Linked DNA regions of Rattus norvegicus: all the other regions are linked to region 2. A link is a contact called in public Hi-C data. All regions are on one chromosome and are shown on one strand. Each heading gives the region's core, a stretch centred on a gene start, on an enhancer-like site or on the middle of the called end of the contact. The rest is flanking DNA. Distances are from core to core; before and after follow the strand shown. Region 1 has its middle 340 kb from the start of Mpdz. Region 2 overlaps LOC100910558 (a long non-coding RNA gene). Region 3 has its middle 510 kb from the start of Nfib.

Region 1 (3,527 bases), core at 844-3,343, 750 kb after region 2:
GAGGAAGAGGAGGAGGAGGAGGAAGAGGAGGAGGAGGAGGAGGAGGAGGAGGAGGAGGAGGAGGAGGAGGAGGAGGAGGAGGAGGAAAGATGAGATGAACCAGAACTTTAGTATGGCCACTGAAACAGTCATATGTCCCTTTTGTCAGCAGCAAAAGAAATGATTCCTTTTGGGGTGAATGAAGCCATTTCACAAGTTCCTGAAGAATACTGGCTTTTATCTATCCACCAGAAATGCTTCTATATCCGGCTTGAGGTAAGCTAAGACTGACATTTCTCAACATATGCAGTTCCTGAGACCTAACACTTATTATCTCTGTTTTATTGATTGCTAAGAAAAAGGAAGGATGTTTCTCAGGAACCTCGGTCACAAGTTAGAAAAATAGTACTGGATCCCAATAATCTAGTCCTTCCTCCCCAATTGCAGCTTCCTATCTTGACTGGTGTCTTCTGAGACTTCACTGTGAGTTCCTTTTCTCTGAAGGTATGGGGCAGAGAATTTCATATCAGCAATCGTGAATAACCCTTTGTAGAACGGCACCCATTAACAGTGCCAAGGCATGAGAGGCTTCATCCTTGACTGAGATAAAAGATTTCTTTCTTCTGGCCATTAATTTTATCTTTGAATTCAGCCGTCTAGCAGTGCTTATAAATGTGCTCTGAAAGAGCTAGAATAGCAAGCTCTGTGAGGTCTGTCATACACAGAACCTACCTAATCAAAGAATTGCTGCTGGTGTTCGTCTCTTCTTTGTGTGAGAGCAGACATAAGTGCAACTTGTGAGCTTTCTGTCTCTGAAAAACCCAGAGGGATCATCATGGACCTGTGGTTTTTATTTTATTTTATTTTTCATTGGGTTATAGTGGAGCAACTTGCCTCTCATGCATCTGTAATCTGGCTCTGGGAAACTGCAGATTTCACTTTTGATCAAATGTGGTTCCCAGCACCAACTTACTATTCACTGGCAGAAGTGGGATGGTTTATTCAAAATTTTGGTAAGAAATGCACCTATTTTCCTTAGACGCCATGGAAATTAAATGAGAATACTCAAGTATTTGTATTTGGTTTTACCTAAAGATCAGAACACTTAATAGTTCAGTTTGAGCTGCAAATTCTTAAAACAGAGCAGTAAGAAATCAAATCCAAAAAAAAAAAAAAACCTAATAAAGAAATGAAACTATATTTTAATTACTTTAAAAAGTGTGCTAGCTTTCCAAGTGAACAAATGAATTGTACTTTATATCACATAAATATGTTTATGACACATACATCTCAAAACACAAATTCAAAATTGAGTTATAAAATATGTACACATTTGATGAAGTTTTCATTGTGCACATCTTGCAAGTTTCGGTTTGAAAATACTCGTGCGGAAAATAAAAAGTGACAAATGAAAACCAGAGAAATGACAGCAAATCAGGTGGTAATATGTCTGCTAGGAACCACATGACTTTCTTGAGCAAAGCTGTGAAGGCCTACTCCAGGAGCTGTGACTGCCTCCAAAGCTCCGCTTGCCCACCTTGACTGATTTTCTCTTTGAATACAACTCGGGCATCTCCACTACTTCAAGGCACCAATGGTCCCAAAGCTCTCTAATGCCGGAGGTTAGGGGAGGGCAGCATGGAGAGCTGCTGCTGGCACCTTCTGCACTCAGATTCAACGCACTCTTGAAAACTAGCTTGGAGTCACCTTTTATTTTAAATCCTCCTGGCTTTTGTCACTTTACACCAGATCCATAACACATTTAAAGGAAGTCGTGCTGTTTTCTACCTTTTTGGGGGGTGGGTTGGGGGGCAAAACGAAGGGAGAACTGACTACTGTTTTGAAGCAAACCACCTAGTTAACCTTGGGGCTCTCCCTGGAGTGGACATCCATTCCAGCAAGCATTCCACTCCTGCTAACAACTTTGCTTCAAGACTCAATTTGGAAAAGTTCTTTTAAAAGCCCAGCATTGGCCTGGCCCTTTGGGTTGGATTTCTGTGGAAATTTTCTTAGTAACCATTTTCAGCTGAGGGAGTTCCCAGACAATTGTAAACTGGAAGCCCTGCAGGAGGAGGGAGGGCTACTCCTGTGCTAATTAAAACAAAGCCTGCTTGTGTAAGCCGGCCTGCTGCAGAGGGGTTCACAATGCAGGGGCCTCCCAGGCACCAGCTCTTAAGTCTGCCGGGACTTACATTTCTAAATACAAACTAAAGTAATGCTCCTTTGTGGATTCTACTCTCGTTGCCAAACTGGAAGAAGGTGAAGCTGTCCAATGTTTGCTTTTGAATGTGGTGTGCCCAGCCGCAAGGCGAAGCTGTCCTCACCAAAGGCAGGGCAGCCTAGGGTCGCTTCCCAGGACAAGTGAGCTGTTAGGAGTTCTTGCAGACGGATACCTGGCTCAACTGGAATTTACTGTCGCTCTGAACTCTGATGTGTAAGCAGTGATGGCCTTGTCATTTATCTAAACAGTGTACAGGTTTCAAATCAGAAAGCATGGCTTCAACAAACTCCCCTTCGCTCTGTGCGCCTACAGCAAAGTAAAATCCCGTGCCCTGTGAAAAGAAAAACGAAGGAACATGCCTGTACTTTGTCTTCCAGATTTGAGAGGCTTCTACTGTTACATAGGTCACATGGACTTTATTTCGAGCCTGGCCTTTGGTGTAGTCCCTTTACGGTGTTAGTGACTGTTCGGTTTCCTTGTCCACGATTATTTTACAAGCCGTTTTGCAACTTGCCATGATTTGACAGAGCCTGTAGAAATGTAGTTTTGTACCTGATAATACAGTAAGTCCAATGCCAAAGGAAAACGGCAGGGGAAGGGACCAGTGAGGCACGAAAATTGAAATGAAGACCCTTGGGGAAGACAGTAAACTTTCTTTTGACTTTCTGGATTTTTCCAGTGTGATTATCTACAGAGTTGAATGCCAAGTTTGATTTCAAAGTTTTATGAGGTTTCATTGGGGCTAAACTAATACTTGGCGCTCTCTCTCTCTCTCTCTCTCTCTCTCTCTCTCTCTCTCTCTCTCTCTCTCTCTCTCTCCTCTCTCTCCTCTCTCTCCCCCTTTCTCTCCCACTGTCCCTTCATCTTCCTTCCCCCCTTTAGTACCTCACTACCTAACTCCCTCTCAATGCAGACTTGAAAGACAAGGTGCAGCATCCGTTTCCAATTAAAAGAATAAAAATTTTAAAATGTCTCCCTCTGGGCCTGGTGCTGAGCCAGGTGAGAAAATGGTGGGTGTGGTTGCTGAGAAAGCAGGAGGGTGAAAATCCTCCTCTGCTTGAAGTTACTTTATACTTTAGAGGGTTCTCCTCCCTGCCCCATAAAGAAAGCTAAAGTTGTGATATTTCTTTATTTCATTTTGCTTTTTTCCTTTAAAATCTACTTCCCCAAAATTGCTGCTAGTTCCCGTGGCGGACCCTGCACTGAACTCCTATTTTCTCCGTGTATCTCTGACTTGCGTTCATTCCCACAGGGGTAAATATTTGACATCTACCCATTCCCTGGGGTGGCAGATCATTGCACTGAACACAGAGTGGTTTCACTGCAC
Region 2 (3,061 bases), core at 170-2,669:
GCCAATGGTTTTACTTTACAAGTCTCTTTCAAAGGCGTCCCTGAAAGTCTGACCACTTGTTAAACCATCTCCGTGCTTCTGCACCCACTTTGTATCTTTAGTAAGCAGCATTGTTTATTATCCTTGATTCTGTGAGCCCCCTCCCGCCCCCCATTGAACTAAAATAAAGGAGGGGCTTCGGAGCGCGGCGCTGAAAATTATTCCAGGCTTCTCGGCTGAAGAGGGTCTCCCGGCAGTCCAGAGACCCGCTTGGAGAGAGCCCACCCGCAAGTGTGCGATGGATGGGAAAGTTTGTAAAGAGTTTTTGCAAATGCAGGCACCAGAGAGGTTGGGGCAGCCCCAAACTCTGATGACCCCCGCATAGAAAAGATGTAAACAGAGAAGGAAAGTGTCATGAAGGACTGGAGACAGCTACGTGCGGGCAGATCAAGAGAATATTGCCAGGTTGATTAACTGCGGGTGGGAACCTGCAGCGCGCACGGAGATCGGAGACATTTTTTAGTTCCCCGGCTCAATCTCCTCCACCTTCCTGAGCAGAGAAGTCTCACTAATAATTTCTCTCCGTTCCACGTAGCCCTGTGGTCTTCACTGTAAAAAGGAAAGCTCTCAACAATTTAAGGCTTATCCACTTTCTTCCCCCCCAGTTTCCTAAAATCTATTCCCATTTCGTTTGCAGCCAAATAAATCGTGACGGTGACCGTGAGGGATTAAAAAAAGATGCATGGCCTTAGAAAACTAAACGGGTGCGTTCCTCAAGTTGCTTCATCTCTGATCCTCTGATGAGACCCGTGGTAGGGCTCTTCCAAATATTGGTGCTCCCCAAACCCAGTGGGGTTTGCTGCCAATAAACAAACAAACAAAGCAAAAACAAAAAACAAAAATCAAAAAACAAAAACCCCCAGGAACCCGCATGAGAAACTCTCGATGGAAAAGCCGGAGCCCCCATGCCTCCCGCAGCTTCGCTGCAGTTTGGCTGCCTGGAAGCCTGGAAATTGTGCGCCAGAGCCGGGCTGCGCCCAGCACTTTCCAAATGAAACTTCCCAATGGTCTTTCCCACAGGTTCTGGGACACATAAGCCTTCCAGTCCCCAGCTTCTAAAAATCCTCGTCACAGGCTCAGCAGGTCCCGGTAAGCTGGCCGCTCTTCTGCGGAGGCTGTATGATGACTGTGTCTGCTCCTTGGGGCAGAGACTTTCTTCCAGCAAAGTGGCCAGGCTGCGGCAGGAAAGCATCCGTTGCCCGCTCCTTGGAGAAGTTGAGTGAATTTCTGCACGTAGGGAGAAACAGGAGTTGGAGCGTACCGTGGGGGGCGGGAGCACAGCAAGCTGCCCCCGGCTCTTTGTTTCTGAGAGTCCAAGGACGTGCTCTAGTGTCAAGAATCCACTACATTGCTTCGTAGTGAATCACAGAGAATCGTGCCGAGATTCGGCTGCATGGGACTGTCTTTAGTTTCTGCAGACCGGGGCCGTGGAGCTGGTGCAGTTCCCCTTCGGCCGGTGTCCCTTCTCTGAACACCCCCTGAACAGTTCCACCTCTCCCACAAACTGCATAAGGAAAGTAGGGTCAGACTTATAGGCTGCAGTGTGCCCCAACAGGTAGTTTCACCTGGCCTGGTTTAAATATCAAAGTCTGGGCCTTGCGTGGGCAGTCGTGAAATTGGCCCAAGACATAGACGTTTATTCGTGGAACTAAAAAAGCGATGTGCGAGTCACTTAAGATAATGTTTTCTCTTTACTTTTCACGTTATCCCCAAACAACGAGAGAGCTAATCCGTTAGGAACGAGGCTCAGGGAGCCTCAATAACTGGCTTCCAGCTGCAAGCCCACAGGCGATTTGATTTATCTCCCACCCCCGAGAAAATTACTAAAGAACCCTACTGGCTTTAGAAAGATGGGTTCCTTTGGAAAGATCCTTCCTCAAAACGCCCTAGCCCTGGGCAAGGAGGGTGCCCTGCGCTCGCTTGGAACGTAATTGCATTCTGCGTTCTGGTGGTGCGCTGAGCAGCGAGGGAAAGCAAAGCGATGTGCCAGGGAGATCATGGAACCCGCGTGGTTCACAATTCCTTCCGGAAGCTCAGGGAGAAGTTGGTGGCCGGCTTGCACAATCTGGGGCCAGCATAACCCTCTTCCCACAAGGGAGTGCTAGCCGGAATCCTTCCCCTGGGGCCACGGTGCGTGTGGTGCCCGCAATGACCCAAAGCAGAGTCAGAAAATCACTAACAGTGGCTCAAAGATTCTCGAGTGGCATGCCTCCCTCGTGGGGTGGGGGAGATCGGGACTGGACCCCTCAGAAGGGACAATCTAAGACTGCCTTGGGAGAAGGACTTTCCCAGCTCCTTCTAAGCTTTTGCTTAGTTGTGCCTATTGCCATCTAAGCCAGGAATCCAGGTCTTGCCCCACCCATGTCTCTCTTTAGGAACCAATGCAGGCTCCCTGCTGTCACCAGCCCCCACTTCAGAAGCTACGGGCAGATGTGACCTCGGACTCTGATTTTTAAGGGTATCAAGATCTGGCCCTGTTTCCAGTGTTCAAAAAAATCTCTCCCTCGACTATGGCTAATTTAAAGCCTCTGTCACTGGTCAAGTTACCTAAACTTGCTGTTTTCTGGTGCGTTGACCCCTTAAAGCTTGCCTCAGCTAGCTCTGGCAGGGAGAGAAAAGTAGCCACCCTTTCTCCCCCACCACACACACACCTATTCTCTTCTCACCCACCAGCCATCTTCACCTTTCCCCAGTGCAAACCTTGCAGGCGGTGGAAGAGCAGGGGTCCCCAAAGGCATAGACTCACTGGCCCTGGCTGTCCAAGAAGTTCTTTTCTGTCCATGAAGTTCTTTTCTTCTCAAGCTCCTCTGTGAGACCTCTACCCCACCCTCCACCCTCTGCCGTTCTGCCCTCTCCACCTCTGTCTCACTTACAGTGGGACCCCTGGACTTGTAGTTTGGGTTTCAAATTGATTTTGTCTTGCTTTAATTTGTTTAAGGCTCCACCCTGCCTGAGTCTGGAGCACAGTTTTCCAGTTTATCAGTCAGGAATTAGGAAGATGGATCCTTTGAGCAGGGCAGGT
Region 3 (3,146 bases), core at 149-2,648, 540 kb after region 2:
TGGTATTGAGAGTAATAAAATGGGCAACTCTGTACCTGTTTTCACTTGCTTTTTCTGGCTCTGTTCCCTTATACATTCATAACTGTGATAGTTATTGATAGATGTGTTGTGATATACCATGAGACTTAGAAGGAAATTAAAATGGTACCAGAAAATAGGTGCAGTAACCTATTGTTAGCCTCTGCTGAGTAAAGAAATATGATACCACATTGTTGAAAGCTATGATTGTCTCTGGTACTTTGAGTTTCTTCCTTTGCTGCGATTTCCTGGATTGTAGGACACAATAAACCTACTGTGTTAAAGGTAAGGACTGTGGGATGTTGACCTAATTGAAAATACGGACATCCTAGTGGAAAACGACTGTTATCGACAGAAGCACTTTCAAAACGGGAAGCTCCTAGTTCAATTTGGCTTTCAGATTAGATTGAACTTCCCCCACCTCTGAGGATGGCATAATTCCCATGGTTCTTTGGGAGTCTCATCTGAAATAGAATTGGGGGAAAAGACAACATGATTGACAAGGGCAGGTGATATGAGCTCAGAATCCTGCTGAGGGAACTCACTTAGGATTCCAAATTAAAGTTAGCCTTAGCCCCATGCTGGCTTGTTCTGCCCTGATGCAGACACTGAGTCTGCTCTCGGCTAAAGACATACCATGTACAAATTAACTTGTACAAGGGTCGAGGGTCTCGTTCCATCCTCTGTCTTTCAGAAATAATGAAGTATAGCTGCAGTAATGAGGAAGTTAACTGGGAAATGGCATAAAGCTTTAATAAACACTTCCTAGGCTTTGTCTGTTTCCCCAAATATTTGTCTTGTACAAAACACATTGGATACCTCTCTACTCTCCTTCAAAGCAACGAGTAAGATAGTTTTGGATTGAGAGAAAAATCTTGATAATCTTGGAGCAATATTTTTGTTTTTCTACATTAGGTCATCTAAGTTTAGCGTGGCTATTGTCATTTTAATTCTATGAAACTGAAGGCTCTAAGATGTGAATTCACCAAAATAGCACAGTAAATGTTAAGCTTGTAATTTCTATGAGAGATTTGTATGTAGACAATTCAAGATCCACTTTCCCAATGTTCAATCTCTAAGATAAACCAAGCCTCCTTTGGCAGACCTTTGCACACAGCAAACATCTTATAAACCTTATTGTTTAATAAGTAGAAATACCCATGTGTAATAAAAGAATAAATATAACAATATTCTGTGTATATGAATTCTGAAAAATATGTACTCTACTAAGAAATAAATATATAGAATGAATGACCAAGGTCTTCAGAAAATTGAAATCTTCTATTTTCAGAAGAACTCTTTTAGTAACACCGGACAGAGGTTGACTAGCTTGCAAAATTTCTGTTTGCCAACCTGTCTAATATACCTCTTTCACAAGAGGAGATTGTGTTACAAAGGATAAGGTCATGCTGGGCCACATTTGCATCATCCCTTCCCTTGCTCACCTTTCTCTAACAGAATGCACCTCTTGAATGTGCTCTGCTGTGTTCAGTCTGCTAGCAGAGACAGAAGAACTGAGACTCACTTTTTCTTCTGATACACGCAGTTGGGAGATGCTTGTTGCCGCTTCCAGTCTCACCGACTTGAGCACCTGTTTCAACTATGATTGTACAGCAGAGATAAAGACGAGATCAGATACATCTGGCTCTTCATTGAAGTGCTTCAATTTGTGACTATAGTAACTTTATGTTAGTACAGAAGTAACATTGTACTCGATAGAAACCATACTGTGAATTTGGACTTTTTATGTCTTTCCATGACCCTTCGTGCTACAGTGGTTTCTCTTGATGCCTACAGGTGGCAGCATATAGTGCCTACTATTTAACCATGTGATCGTGAGGGGAAACAATCATCACTGTACAGTACAGTGTGTAGCTAAGTAAGATGTGATGCCTGGTGGGTTAGGTGATAGGAAACTTCTTACTTGGAATATTGCCTATTTCCAAAGGGTAATGGTGATGTGGCCCATCATACAGTGAGGGACATATGCCCAACATACAGTGAGGGACCACTGTCTGAGGGATGAGAGGGAAAGGTGCAAAGCACATACTTTGGGAAAACCTGCATTCTATATATGAAAGAAGAGAAAGAAAGGTCCATTCAAAAATCCATCAGAGGGCTGTACAATGCGGACCCCTCAATGCGGTGTTACTTCGTTTTGGAACTTGCTCCTGCAAAATAGTGTTATTTTTGCGAGGTACAGGGTGGAATGACAGCAACTGCATATGGAAACTAAGAAAAATATTCATGCAAATTGTGAAGCATATGAAACAAACAAATGCTGGTCTCTTCAGAGGGACACAAATGGCTGCTGGGGTCCTTTCTGCTTCTAGCAAACTGCTGACTTGTTGGAGATGATGACTAATAATGACATTGATGACAGCAGATGGTACATAGGGTCTACCTCTCAGGAGCAGGGGCTGAGGGCAGAATGGTTGCTTGTTGAACCTTGGCCTGAGAGCAGCTCTACTAGACTAGGTGCCATCAAAGTGTCAAGACAGGACATGATGAGAGGAGTGTGACAGTGGTTAAATAGCCTCACAGCGAACTGTAGTGCTGAGGTAAAGACACCAAGAGCCCGTGGGTGTGTATCTCATGCCATGTGTACATCTCCATAATACAATGAGTTCTGTGTGAACTTTCTAAGATTTCTTCAGCAAGCTAGGGTGTTTTCACTTTCTGAAATCATGTTTAACATTCTCTCTGCATCAACATGGATAATTCTCAAAAACAAAATGTTGAGTGAAAAAGGCAGATTGCAAAAGGATAAGTACAATATGCTACCACTTATATATATATTTTAAAATACATGAAACATTGGAATACATTTTTGGATGCATATACACATATATGGTGACACTGGGGAAAACGGGTATGGAGGGAGAGGAATAGAAACCCCTTGGGGATGGTCCTTATTTCTGAGGCGATCACCTCTGGGGAAGGAAAACCCAGGAGGCAAGCACATTGTTTCATCTCCACACGGGTTGTCTCCCTCCAAAATAGGGGCAAATGCAATACAACATTTGGACAGTGACTTCTTTGTACTTCTATATCAGGTCTATTAACTAACATCAATACAACTTCATGCGTAAGCCAATGAGTCCTAGCAACTCTGGCTTATTAGAACG

Evidence for each region. Hi-C and Micro-C count contacts between places; a contact is called where the count stands out from the background.
Region 1: a Hi-C map of frontal cortex shows a contact between it and region 2, with 1.7 times the contacts expected there. The contact joins two enhancer-like sites. A contact is called at or near these places in 1 of 12 Hi-C or Micro-C datasets (frontal cortex) and 1 of 1 datasets of contacts at active chromatin or transcription factors (oligodendrocytes).
Region 3: a Hi-C map of psoas muscle shows a contact between it and region 2, with 3 times the contacts expected there. The contact joins two enhancer-like sites.

The regions. Positions count from the first base shown.
Region 1 is chr5:101,302,912-101,306,438 of GRCr8, reverse strand. No RefSeq gene overlaps it. Among named protein-coding and RNA genes, the nearest start is that of Mpdz, 340 kb to the right of the region's middle. Within about 2 kb of position 2,093, at least 17 of the 93 cell types and tissues checked have an H3K27ac peak or open chromatin away from gene starts, as enhancers often do.
Region 2 is chr5:102,048,744-102,051,804 of GRCr8, reverse strand. The region is part of intron 1 of LOC100910558 (a long non-coding RNA gene); the gene reads right to left. Among named protein-coding and RNA genes, the nearest start is that of Nfib, 30 kb to the right of the region's middle. Within about 2 kb of position 1,419, at least 29 of the 93 cell types and tissues checked have an H3K27ac peak or open chromatin away from gene starts, as enhancers often do.
Region 3 is chr5:101,503,768-101,506,913 of GRCr8, reverse strand. No RefSeq gene overlaps it. Among named protein-coding and RNA genes, the nearest start is that of Nfib, 510 kb to the left of the region's middle. Within about 2 kb of position 1,398, at least 3 of the 93 cell types and tissues checked have an H3K27ac peak or open chromatin away from gene starts, as enhancers often do.